2 separate regions of the Sus scrofa genome follow, and region 1 is linked to region 2. Evidence: chromatin contacts called from public Hi-C data. All regions are on one chromosome and are shown on one strand. The core of a region is the stretch at or near the end of the contact, and the rest is flanking DNA. Distances in the headings are between cores, read along the strand shown.

Region 1 (7,037 bases), core at 1,666-4,165, 480 kb before region 2:
GCCAAGTCCCATGCCAGGGGTGGTAGAGAATAGAGATGAAAAGAACTCAGGCTCTGCCGATCTTTAGTGCAGCCATGACACACAACTCTTTAAGTTAAACCATGTGGTTACCAATATCGATGCTTCTGACCTACCAAAATGATCATTTCATTTGGTTCAGGCTAATGAACAATTCAAATCATATACCCACGGCAGATAGGAGAAATGAGGCAGATTGGTAGATCTGAGCTTCTTAGATGAGGAGATGGGAATGAGTGTCCTGGGAGGAATAGGGGTGGTGGGGGAAGGGGAGAGCTTAAGGAGGGATCAGGCGGTGCTGCTCAGAGCTGTGCTGTGGAATGTAGCCCTGCAGTAGTGACAGAAGTGGATGACAAGGCTGAAAAGATAGGTACGGGTCAGTTAGGTTCAAGACAATTTTATTCAGTAGCCCAAAGAAATCTGGGCAGAGAAGCAACCCAATGAGATTTTGCTCAAGAAAATGATTCCAGGAGTGCAAATCAGCAAGAAGAGACTCTCTTGCGCCAGACCAGCCAAACTGGAAAAAGGAGGGTGGCAGTGAGGGTGAAAAGCAGACGGAATCACTACATAGGAATAATCAACAGGATATGGTGACTGACCAGACAGGAAGGCAACAATCACAGCCACTGTTTAATGAGTGCTTATTATGTGCTAGGTGTTTTTGTTTCATACCTCGCTTTCTTGCTTTCTCTCATTTAACCCCCACAACACCCCCCATAAAGTGGATCTTACCCAAATTTAACAGATAAGGAAATCCATCCAGACCTAGGCAGTTGCATATGGTCACATGTGGTTAACCGTCACAAATAGGATTTACATTCAGATTTAAATAGAGAGGGATGCACTCCTAACCATTATGCTGTAAGGGATTCATTCGTTCAACTAATATTTATTGAGCACTTAATATAGGTTAGGTATTGTTCAGCCACCTGAGCTAAACCAGTGAACATTAACAAAGATTCTTGCTCTCTTGGAATTTACATCAGTGCAGGAGGGGAGACAATAAACAGAAAACAAAATTATGATATTACAGAAAATAAGAGCAGCAGAAGAAGAAGCAGGATGACATGGGGACTGAGTAGGAATTCTGGGAGGACTGAAGACTGCTGCAAGGTTTTGGCTCTGAGGACTTGGATGGTAAGAGGGGCAGGAATTAGTTTGGGAGAGAAGAGATGGGTTGAAGAGTTCTGTTTTTATCCATATTGGGTTTTGAGGTACCATGTGTGTCAATATGAAAAATACAGGCGATTAGAGAAGGCTCAGCACTAGAGGAGGATCCAAGTAGAGACCTAGTTTTGAGGAAATAGCACAGAGGGGGCTTTTGAATGAATTCACCCTCCTAGCAATCTTACAGAGAAATCGTTTTATCTAGGACTGTTCAGGCATACTAGGAATCAGTTTAGGAGACTTGTTCAACGTCTGAGGGAAAGAAAGTACTCAAAAGGTCAGGAGGAATTGGTCTTGAGGGTAAGGACCTAAACTAGAAGCAAGGGACAACTTTTAACAGTACACTTGGGAATCAGCCAGAGATGGAAAGTACCCTGTGTGGAGATGATGATGCTTGCACTTACTATTTTCTTAAGTTTCAGTTTTGGATTTTCTTTTTTAGTAATGATATATGTGTACATATTAAAAACACTGGAGAAATTGGAACTTCCTTAAGAAACTCCTTAGGAGGCTCTTGCAAAATTTTTTCATTTAAATGGAATGTGAGTTTAAGAGGAAATATATTAAAGAGGTAAGAATCCGGGAGTTCCTGATATGGCTTATTGGTAAGGAACCTGACTAGTATCCAAGAAGACTTGGGTTCTATCCCTGGCCTCGCTCAGCATTGCCTTGAGCTGTGTGGTGTAGGTCGCAGATGCGGCTTGGATCAGGTGTTGCTGTGGCTGTGGTGTAAGCGGGCAGCTACAGTTCAGATTCAACCCTAGCCTGGAAACTTCCATATGCTGCAGGTGTGACCCTGAAAAGACAAAAAAACTAAACAAAACAACAAAAACTTTCCTCATTATTACTTACAGCTGGCATTGAAGTGCCAGCAATCTTGACATATCTGGCCTTATTGGTGTACAAACTACTGAGTGGTGGTGATGAGCAACAGTAGCTTAACATCAATCAGTTCAGCATTTTATATTCTCTAAATAGGAGTGTGCCTTGGGGTAAGGTCAAAATAGGCACATCTTAACAGTTTCAAAAGCCACCTGCTGTTCTCCAGGAGCTACCTCGCCTGCTTGGAATTATTCTCCTTAGTACATCTAGTATCAGCCTGCTATGTTTTGTGCTTCGGTTCTTGTTCGTTATCAATCAAGGCTACTGATTCCTCTATTACACCTAAATTTCCCCCTAAGTATCATTTTAAAGACACAACTATGGGGTGGGGGGGGTGCGGTTCTGACCAAAGAAGGATCTTAACTAGCCTGAAGAAAATTCTGCTCTGGAGTGGCTACCAGAACACTTCTGTATATAAAATCTACGGCTGCTAGCGCAGCCGCTGTAATCCATTTATTTCTCCCTGCAGCAGCAGGAAGGAAAGTGGTAGGGGAAAGAGGAGGTTAGGAAGAACGCCAGCAATCCAGACCCAGGGTGGATATTACAGGTGCCAAAACTAATGAGTAATTTGTTAAATACACGATCCATTTAGGTTACACTGACAGGCATATCACTGCAGGCCCCGGAAAGGTTTTTTTGTTCTTGCTTTGGTCAATTCAGTCTCCAGAAGAGAGCTCTAAACCGTCATAACCGGAACTCCCCTGCCTACTTCAGGTCTCCCACACTTAGGGCTGGCGCATGCGCTCAGAAAACCTTCAGTCGGCTCTCCTCACTCCCCCCCACCAGCGGCGGGGCCTCGGAGTTGTGAGTTCTGTGCGCAGGAGCGGATGAAGCCGGTCTGTGCCCCGGAAGCGGTCGCTGTAACTTCCTGAGAGGCTTGTACGCCTGGTGCGGGAGCTACGGGACATCGAGACTGTGCTTGGAGTAGTGGTTCACCACCATGTCCCGTGGTTCCAGCGCTGGTTTTGACCGTCACATTACCATTTTTTCCCCCGAGGGCCGGCTGTACCAAGTAGGTGAGTGAACCGGGTCTGCCTTTGGTCTGCTCTAATTGCTCTGTCATGGTACGGCCTGGAAGCAGGCAGACGCGGCTGGAGTTTAGTCCCGGGCTGAAGCATGGCCGGTCATGACGGGAGGGGGCTGAGGACAGGTTGAGTCTGGTAATGTTCGCCCCGCTGTTTGCCGGCAGGGGTGGGAGCCCGAAGGCGGAAGGCCTCGGACTCTCCAGGGCGAGCGGCTACACCACATGTACACAGTAAAGAGTCACGGAAGGTAGGCTGTAATGCCCGAGTCCGGCTTGCTGATGTCCCTTCACTTGTTACATTTTTACCTGAGTAGGTGCAACGCCTGTAAGTCTCTAAAGCGTAATTGGTTCCTGCACCTTCCAGTTAAAACGTTCCCTCTCCGTTGTCCTTTGTTTGCAGCATGGACTTCCTTGTCCTGCAGTTGTTTCCACAGGCATTCAGAGCTTTCTGTGTGCCTTGTGCTGGTCCTGGGGGATGCACCGATGTCACACCCTCTCCTATACTGAAGCTCACAGCTTTAAGGTGGTGACAGGTACTTAAACAGATAAGAAGAAATAAAGATCTCCAAATTACAAGTATCTACAGAGTTCAGGACATCTTTGGAAAACTGGTAGATAGGATGAGTGGCTATCAAGTCTAGAGCTGTTTTGGAAACTAACATCCACTCTTAACCCACATCTGTTCGAATGGCCCTATAGATTAAAAGCTGGTTCTGAATTGTAAATGAGGTATGGTGAACTAGCTGTTTTCTGAAGAACAGCTTCAATGGAAATAAACCATAAAGTAGTTATAGTTGTTCAGTGTAACATATTTTGTTGGATCGAAGTGGTTTCAGGGTTTAGGTTATGATTATAACCCCAGACCCTTTACCTCCTACTATGGAGAATTCAGTGTCAGGAGAACCTGATTTCCACCTGACCCCTGATGATTTCATTTCTGAGTGGGTTTAGTTAGCACCTCACTCCCTTTGTGAGGACAGTGCTTGGAAATCATTAGGAGAGAATTGGCCTATGAATGAGGTTCTCTTCAGTAAATTTTAGAAGTAAAGATAACTTGGAATGAAACCAGTCTACTGTATGGCTACATACTGGATATAACGTAACAAGAAACAACATCATACTTGGTAATTCAGTAATCCTTTAAATCATCTCCAATTGAAAAATGTGATCTAAGATAGAAAGGAGAGTTAAAACTGTATCTGCAGGGAAATTTCATTTTTAAAGTTTTCATTCCAGAGTTTTAAAAACTTTTTCTGTATTGCATTATGCTTTGAATATTTTATTTCATGGTTTTTAATATGCGAACAGGAAAAGATACTTAGATCTACACTTCGCTTTTGTATACTATATTGTGAAATCTAGTCATAAAGCAGAGGCTCTAATGTGTTCCAAATTTGGTGTGTATAAAGGCTGAATATAATGTCCTTTTAATAGTTTTAAAAGATTTGGAATAGAACATGTAGTTCAAAATAAGTTAAATACCTAGACAGAATAATTTTAAGCTCTGTCTTGTTGAATAACACACTCCCTCTGTTATTCTAAGAAACTGCTAAGAAAAGGAAAGTGAAAGAATAGTTAGCATGAGCAAGCAGTATAGTGGTGAAGAGGTCAGGCCCTGGAGCCATACCTGGATTCACATTCCTGCTCTGCTTCATACTAGGCAACCTGGGCAAATGATGTCACTTTAGTCTTAGTTTCTGTTTGTAAAGTGCCCTAATGATTCCTTCTTTGAGTGGTTGTTTTGAGGATTAACTAAGGTGGTGTATGTAAAGTGCTAGCACAGTGTTAAATCCTCAGTAAATGTTACTTTGGCTTTTGGGGGGGGGGATCTATTAGATTAGTACTTCTTTAGACGTGAAATGTTTCTTCTTTTATGATCCATCCATGCTTGGTTCTCTAGAGAAATACAGGTACATTATCGTAACGTCGTTAATACTGTTTATTAGTTTATAAACTTTAGAATCTACCAAAGACAAAGCATCTAAGAATTATACAGTGTAAATTGTTAATCATGACAGTGGGAAAATAATATAGGAAATATGGGGAGATACAAGGGAATAGAAGGATTAATGGAAAGGTAAGAATGCTACTCCTTTGGGATTCAAAAGATAAATGTAGTCTAAAATTGATTTTTAAAAAAGATATAAGAGTTCCAGTCGTGGTGCAGCAGAAGCAAATCCAACTAGGAACCATGAGGTTGCCGGTTGGATCCCTGGCCTCACTCAGCGGGTTAAGGATCCAGCATTGCCATGAGCTGTGGTGTAGGTCACAGACTCGGCTCTGATCTGGTGTTGCCATGAGCTATGGTGTAGGCTGGCAGCTGTAGCTCTGATTGGACGCCTAGCCTGGGAACCTCCATATGCCAAGGCTGCGACCTTAAAAAGACTAAAAAAAAAAAAAAAAAAAAGTGGTGTCAAACACTGTTATGTTTTCTTTTTTTTGCTTTTGTTTCCTTTTTTTGCACCTGTGGCATATGGCGATTCCCAGGCTAGGGGTCGAATCGGAGCTACAGCTGCTGGGCTACACCACAGCAATACTAGATTTGAGCCAAGTCTGTGACCCACACCACAGCTAATAGCAACGGAGGATCCTTGACCCACTGAGCGAGGCCAGGGATTGAACCTGCAACCTCATGGTTCCTAGTCAGAGTCATTTCCTCTGTGCAACAATGAGAACTCCAAACATTGCTATGTTTTCAATCTATATCTTACCCCACCCCACTCCTGACCTCCCCTCACACACCAGCACCAAGATTTCTAATGATCCCACCTGCTTGTAGATCACGATTTTAAGGAGTGCCATATTAGGAGGGACTATGACATGAGACACACTTTCCATGTAAGTTCCATGTAAGTTACAAAGACAGAATGAACAGTTTCAAAAAATGTTAATAAAACGTTTCTAGTCAAACAGCATTGAAATTGAATATAGACATAAACTGCAGAGTACCTGCCTTTCCCCTTACAACATCTTTTTTTTTTTTTTTTTTTTTTTTTTTTTTGATAATCAAACTTCAAAGAATTTTTCCAGCCTATGTTTAGACGGGGAAAAAATCATATTTATCTCCCAAAGTTCAGTAAAAATTTTTGTGTGTTTGTTTTTAAAATGCATCTATTTATTTTCTCCCAGTTAGTTAGAAGTCTGGTAGGCTTACCTTAAGGGTCAAACAGGCTGAAATCAGGGTTTCAGTAGGACTGCATTCTTTTTTAATTTTAGATTTATTTTTTTATTGAGATAACATTGTTTTATAACATTATGTAAGTTTCATGTGTGCAACATTGTATTTCTGTTTCTGTGTACCCCTTGTCATGCTCCCCACCAAAAGTTTAGTTTCTGTCTTAGTACAGCATTTAAGACAAAATTCTGAGTGGTGGAAATCTTGGGTTATATTCCTACAACTGGAAGAAGAATTTCAGGATCACCTGTAGATGCTTTGTAAAGCTCATGAGTGTCCATAAGGGGGATGTGCATCTCTGCTATTGCGAACATCACTCTGAGCAGCTTTTACTGTGAGCCATTGTCTGGCATACTGTGCTTATCCTGAACATTTTGTCACAGTACCTTTTATATTTAGCCCTTTGTTTTTTCCTAGTATTATACAAATGAGTCCCGGAAAAGTTGGGAAAGTGTTGGGAAAATTGTAGGGGAGGAAACAAAGTGTATAAGAGATTACTATGGAAAAGAGGTCTCTGTATATAAGCAATGGTGTTTTTTTGGGGTTTTTTTTTTGGGGGGGGTTGTTTTGTTTTGTTTTGTTTTGTTTTAAGGCTGCACCCAAGGCATATGGAAGTTCCCAGGCTACGAGTCCAGTGGGTGCTGTAGTTGCCAGCCTACAGCAATGCCAGATCCAAGCCAAGTCTGTAGCTGGATTCTTAACCCACTACTCCACAGCAGGAACTCCAATCTTGTTCTTAAAGACTGTATATACTAACATCAACTATATCAC
Region 2 (6,952 bases), core at 3,164-5,663:
AATTTTTTTTTTTTTTTTTGGTCTTTTGTCTTTTTTGTTGTTGTTTTTGTTGCTATTTCTTGGGCCGCTCCCGCGGCATATGGAGGTTCCCAGGCTAGGGGTCGATTCGGAGCTGTAGCCACCGGCCTACGCCAGAGCCACAGCAACGCGGGATCCGAGCCGCGTCTGCAACCTACACCACAGCTCACGGCAACGCCGGATCGTTAACCCACTGAGCAAGGGCAGGGACCGAAACTGCAACCTCATGGTTCCTAGTCGGATTCGTTAACCACTGCGCCACGACGGGAACTCCAGAGGGAGTTCTTGAAGGAGAAAATTAAGGAGCTATTGCCTCAAAAAGGGGCTAGATACTGGAAAGTCCAAAACAAAAAAAATAGCCACTTTAAGTACAAAGAAAAATTATCTGAAGAGGAAGAATACATATGAAAGATAAAACTGCACAGAGACTATTTACATTTGAGAAAAATCTTAGAGAAAGGGAAAATTTCTCTACTTTATATATTGACAATAGAAAAGCACAAGCTAATTTGAGCTATGAGGTAATGGAATAATAACAACATAAATATGAGGAATAGGAATATTATCAAATTTATAGTTGAACTAATCCAAGAACTATTTTATGGAAACAGACAATTAATACAATGACAGGCCCTGTACCAGTGAACAGGGCTATGTTAATTAAGCACTTTTAGACTGTTTCATCCTTGAGCAATTGAAATCATGGTCTCATGCAATTGGTATAATTATAAATTGGTCTCAGTTGTCAATATAGGTCTCTAAAGACCTAAATTTTGTAAAATGTTTACCCTGTTTTGAGTGTTAGCCATGAGTTGCTGCCTCTGGTCTCCTGCCTTTGTTTTTCCAGCTACAAGCATCTGGCTTAGATCAATCAACAGTGACAAGGTTTGTGAAAGCACAGCTGATGTCTTAGTGCCACCATGTGGTAATGGTTGGAAATAAGTTTCCTTCTCTTTAGAGGCTGATTAAAAACAAGCACAAGGAATATAATGAGGGTAAATCAGAGCAAAAAAATGGGCTTAGAGCTTCTTTCCTATATCTGTTTTATTTCAAACAGTGATAAAATTAAAAAATTTTATGAACAGAAGTTCTAATATTTTTTTCCTGACCCGTAGGATATACTCTCTGGTTACACACACCCACTTTGGGGACCACTGACCTATAGAAATCCTCACACACGTGCCCAAAAAGATACATACAAGAATATTCACTGAGGAGTTCTCTTGTGGGTTAAGGATCTGGTGTTGTCACCACATGGCTTTTTGTGTTGCTGCTGTGATGCAGGTTTGATCTCTGCAGCTCCAGGAACTTGGGTGGGCACAGCCAAAGGAAAAAAAAAAAAAAGAGAGAGAGAGAATATTCATTGAGGCAAGTGTTTTTAATAATGAAAAAATTGGAAGCAACCTAAATTTCCACTAACAGGTAAATGAGTAAAATTTTTAATATTCATTCAATGAAATTTATGTACTCCATAGACTATCTTAGATCGGGTTAAAATAACTAGATTAGCGCTACCTGTATCATAATAGATAAGTCTCAAAAATGTTGTTGAGGAAAAAGGAAGTTGTAATGTATGAGACCAGTTTAAAACATGCTAAACACTCCTTTCTATTATTTATGGATATGTACATACACACAAAAAAAGGTATGTATACATGCATGAATCAAAAACACCAAAGGTCAGAAGAATGGCTCTGGAGGAGGAAGGAGAGAATGGGACTGAAGAGGGGTCTGGAGCAAAAGTGGTAAAATGCTAAGATTTGACAAAGCTTAGAGGTGCATACTGTGTTACATATATCATATTCTGCATAGTTATCTATATGTCTAAATTATTATATAATATTAAAATATTCAATAAGACTTATTGGAAAAAAGTTACTCCAAAGAAAGTATGGGAGTAAAACTAGAAAGAAAATGCCAGAATTATTTTATGTCTACTCTATGCCAAAGCAAACCCAGTAGGAAGCAGAGAGGTATAGGATCATCTATGTGAATACTAAAATGACCAAGGAGTATGAGAGGCATATCATGGAAGGGAATGTGCCAAGAGCTAAAATCTTCAGAAAAATGGGGAAGAGTGACCCTGGGAGTATGTACAGGACAGCCACAAGCAGAGATACTATGTGGTATATTCTGACGACAAATTGGGGCTTTTTAGGGAGGAGAGGGGGAAGAACATCCAGAAGGACTGAGGAGGACAAGGAACACACCTACTCTGTGACAATGCTCAGTGGGAGCAGGGGTGCAGTGTCCTGGGGAGAGCCACGTTTACTTTAGAACAGGAAAATTAAGGGACTGTTTCAAAGAAGAGGGTGAGCACACAGTAGATTTTGCTGATGACTGACCAAGAGTTTTATTTTTTGCTTTTTAGAGCTAAACCCACAGCATATGGAGGTTCCCAGGCTAGAGGTCGAATTGAAGCTACAGATGCTGGCCTACACCACAGCAACTCGAGGTCTGAGTTGTGTCTGTGACCTACACCATAGCTCATGGCAACACCAGATCCCGGACCCACTGATCGAGGCCTCAGATCTAACCTGCATCCTCATGGATTCTAGTTGGATTCGTTTCCACTGTGCCAGGAAGGGAACTCCTGACCATAAGTAAGCATGAATGAATTAATGCGAAGTGAGAGGAGCTCCTTTTGTAGCTCAGTGGATTAAGAACCCAACATAGTGTATGTGAGGTTGCGGATTTGATCCCTGGCATGGCTCAGTGGGTTAGGGATCCCATGTTGCCTCAAGCTCCAGCGTAGGTTGCAGATGCAGCTGGGATCCGGCAGCTGCAGCTCAGATTTGACTCCTAGCTTGGGAATTTCCATACGCTGCAGCTGTGACCATTATAAAGAGAGTGAAAGAAAAAGTGAGACTTAAAATGGATCTAAAGATAGTGTAAGCCCTACAAAATGTAAAGTGCTACATTAATGGAAGGCATCATTCCTACCTTTTTACTTTTTTTATTTTTTGTCATGCCTTCGGCCTGTGGAAGATCAAACCAGGGATCAAACCTGGGCCACAGCAGTAATCAGAGCCAAAGCAGTGACAATGCCAGATCCTTAACCCACTGAGCCATCAGGGAAATCCCAACTCCTACCTTTTAAAGGCTAGATTGAGGAAACTTCACTCAGCTTTCATGGTTTGCTTTATATTAATTTGTATTTTCCAAGCTGACAATATTCTTTTCCAGCCTTATTCATTTTTCCCCTTATGGTTTCTCTTACATTTGCTACACATCTTTTTAAAAATCTATTTGAGGAGGGGAGAGAGAAACTCCTTTTAAGCAAAACACCACCCTGTAACTCTAATTGCGCAATCTTATATTATTTTGTCTGCCTTAAACATAAATATAATGATGACAGGACTTTTAGAGCTGGAAGAGAACTTAGCAATAACATAATGCAACCTTCTTGTTTTACCACTGATGAGATATTATGTGATTTGCCCAAATGAATTGCCTGGTTATCAGTAGAACTAGGGCTAGAATCCATACCTCCTCTCCAGCTTCCTTCTGTTTTTCTTTAAGCAGCAGAACAGAAAGCACTTGCTACAGGGGCACTGTGTGATGGTGGTTGGGTGTGGGCTCTGATGCTGGACTACTCAAGTTCAAACCTTAGCTTTGCTACTTATTAGTGGTGTGACTTTGGCCAAGTAATCTAACTTGGCGCTTCAGTTTCCTCATTTACAAAACGGAAGGCTAATTATATGTAGTTCATGGAGTTTTTATAAGGATTAAGTGAATTAATGTACTTAAAGCACATAACAGTGCTTGGCACATAAAGAGTGACCAGAGTGTATTTTTCATTGAAAACTTAAGACCGGTGGCATTTTCACGTTGCATATGGTAAAAAACGAATGCAAAAAATACTAGCTGAAAGTGCCATGATAAAAATTCCTTTCTTTCCATATTTTTGATTACAAAAGTCTCAAAAAACAATTGGAAGATTTTTGTGCAACATAGAAAGTGCAAGTTATCGTCAGCAGAAACTAATTTATTAATATTAGTTTATTAGTGGTAATAAATATGCTTAGGTAAAAACATTTCTCCAGTTCCCTCAGCCTCAAAGGGGAGGAAAAATCCTCGGGCAAAAGACCTTTTCACATCTGACAGTAACATTTTGGATAGCTTGGGCGCTCAGACAATCACTTGGCGGGAAAAGAATAAATAAAGACCAAATTCGCACAATCTGTTTTTGCTTAGTTTACAAACTCCGATCGAGTCTGGCAGCTTTCATGCCTTGTGGGACTTGAAGTCCAGAGAGGAGAAGCAAGCCGGGCCATTGAAGCTTGGAAGCCGGCTGCCCCTGCGGGTCTTGAACCACTAGGGACTACAACTCCCAACATACACCGCGAGGCCGCGCCGTAATTACTGGTAACCAACCGGACCCGAGCTACACAAGCCCCATCCCCCCGGCTAGGAGCACTGCCTCCACCAATGGCAGAGCTCCCAGCGCAGAGCCTGCGGGTTAGGTTGTGAGGCTCGGGCCGGGGGCGGGGAGGAGCCGAGGGGTTTCAGAACGAGCTCCGCCGCTGGGTGGGTCGGGGCGTTCCGCGCGCCCTTCACTGAAGCGGCGGTGGCCGGGCTGGGCACTGGGAGTGGGAAGCGACGGCGCGGCTGGAAAATGCCAGTCCATTCTCGAGGGGATAAGAAGGAGACGAACCATCACGATGAGATGGAGGTGGACTACGCCGAAAACGAGGGGAGCAGCTCTGAGGACGAGGACACCGAGAGCTCGTCGGTCTCTGAGGATGGAGATAGCTCAGGTACGCGACCCAGCAGAGCTGGGACCCCAAGTCCTCGAGCCAGACTAGCGCCAGGCCGCTCTCTGCACGCCGGCAGCTGCGTCCTGCTGGGAGAGCGGGGCGGGGAGAGAGGGAAGGGGCGGAGACTCACTCCCGGCCCTCGGTAGCACCGGGACTGTTCGCCGGGCGCTGCCTGTGCTCCTGGCGGATCCCGGTTGGCGGGGCGGGGCGGGGCGGGGCGGGGCTGGGCAGGGCGCGAGCCTGGACTCGCCGCACTTCTGGACGCCGCGCGGACCTGCCCACGGTCCGCCCCGCCCTTGGGACCTCCGGGCTGTGCCCGGAGCCGTCCGGAGCGAGGACTGTCCCGCATCCTGTCTGGGAGACTCTGGAAATGCCTCCTCTCCTCAGACCACCCACTTCTTATTTTACACCTTTGCAACCTTTACTTCGCAACGTGGGTGGGTTGTCTGAGCCAAGGGTAGATTTGTATTGGCTCCTGGCCGGTTTAGAATTTATTAATCTCAGCTTCCAAGTCAACGTGTCAGTCAGTACTTGACATCGGTGCTCTTTCGGGGGGCTGACGTGGGAGCGGTACCGTTTGCAGCATCTCTCTGAACTTTTCAAGACTGAGAGGAGCCCAACATCATGGATGATAGTTTTTGCACCCTTTTAGGAATTATTATTTTAAAAACAAATGGAATTTGTGATTACTTGGATTCTTTTTTTCTGTCCATATAATGAATGTGAGACATTATTTTTTGTCTTGGTCTGATTTTGGCCATGTAAAGCAAGAATTGATGACAGATTGATGACAGTGTGTTGTCATCTCTACACCCTCTTTTCAGGTTTCCTTTCAAAGAACCTCCGTGGAAGAATGTACTGCAGTCAATAAATCAACCAACCCCAAATAAGTGTTTATAAGTGACTTCTTCGTGCAATTCTGGGTTCTACTCAGTGTGAGGTATAAATAGTTACGATCTGACTTCAATTAAAGATCTTTCATAGGTCACCACTTCCTTAAATTGCCAATTGAATGCTTAACTGTAAACAATACTGTAGGAATTCAGAGGCAGAGGAAATCTTTTCACTGTGGAATGGTTAGCAAAGGCTAGTTGAAGGTGGAATTACCTAAGTTATCTTGAAGAATGGGTAGAATTTGAATTGGAGTTAGTGTTCAGGTGTTTCTATAAGGGGAGGAATGTAGGAAAAAGTGCCAGCGCCGGAACTTAAAGCTTATTCAAAAGAGTGAGAAAATCTGGTTGACTGGGAGAAGAATCTGAACTATAAAAAGAGAAGATATAGATGTGAAAGATTTAAAAAAAAAAAAAAAAAGCAGGAAGCAGGGTTGATGACAAGTTTAGGAGTGAAAGTAAGAAAAAAAAAAAAATCTCTGGGGTAGCATGAACAGAAATAGAAAAGTAGAATCCGACTAGGAAACATGAGGTTTCAGGTTCGATCCCTGGCCTCCCTCAGTAGGTTACAGATCCATCGTTGCCATGAGCTGTGGTGTAGGTAGCAGACATGGCTCAGATCCTGAGTTGCTGTGGCTCTGGCATAGGATGGCAGCAATAGCTGGGATGAGACCCCTAGCCTGGGAACCTCCACATGCCGTGGTGTGGCCCTAGAAAAAGGCAAAAAGACAAAAAAAAAAAAAAAAAAAAAGAAAGAAATAGAAAAGTAAAAGATTTGTGATGAAAGTAGAAGGTAGAGTATTACAGACATCTTGTTTTTGAGGTCATGGTGGTATAAAGCCAGAGTGCCCCAAACTGACAGGTGGAAATATGGCATTAAAACCTGCCTGGGATGGGAAGCACAGTTAGGAAGTCATCAGCCTAGTCATGAAAAAAGGTGAAATGTCAAAAGTGAAGAATACAGAGAAAAAAGCGAAATGCCAAAAGTGAAGAATACGGAGAAAGAACATCTAGACTGTATGTGAATGTATTTCCGAGATCTGTGAAACATTTTATCTTTAAGTGTTTATTTATTTATTTTTTAACGGGAGCTAGGAGCTTGCAAAATGACATTTACTAAAATTTTGCCTCTCTGATTTTTATGTTGACCTTTATGATTTTTCACTGTTTTTTATCCTCAGAAAATAATGGACAACCTAATTTGTGAAGAATGTAATAATAATTTGAACTAAAAGTCAGATCTTTTAAGTGCAAAGAAATTATTTGAATATATTTTGCAGTTTT

What was found. A called contact is a pair of places that touch in the nucleus more often than the background predicts.
Region 1: a contact with region 2 is called in a Hi-C map of liver, with 4 times the contacts expected there. The contact joins the promoter of PSMA6 here to the promoter of BRMS1L in region 2. A contact is called at or near these places in 1 of 5 promoter capture datasets (liver) and 2 of 47 Hi-C or Micro-C datasets (embryonic fibroblasts and liver).

Annotation. Positions count from the first base shown.
Region 1 is chr7:64,599,229-64,606,265 of Sscrofa11.1, reverse strand. PSMA6 (proteasome subunit alpha 6) reads left to right here and starts at 2,915. Exons shown (of 7, transcript NM_001139472.2): 1 at 2,915-3,083. The coding sequence starts at 3,008.
Region 2 is chr7:64,121,313-64,128,264 of Sscrofa11.1, reverse strand. BRMS1L (breast cancer metastasis-suppressor 1-like protein) reads left to right here and starts at 4,413. Exons shown (of 10, transcript XM_013989042.1): 1 at 4,413-4,778. The coding sequence starts at 4,637.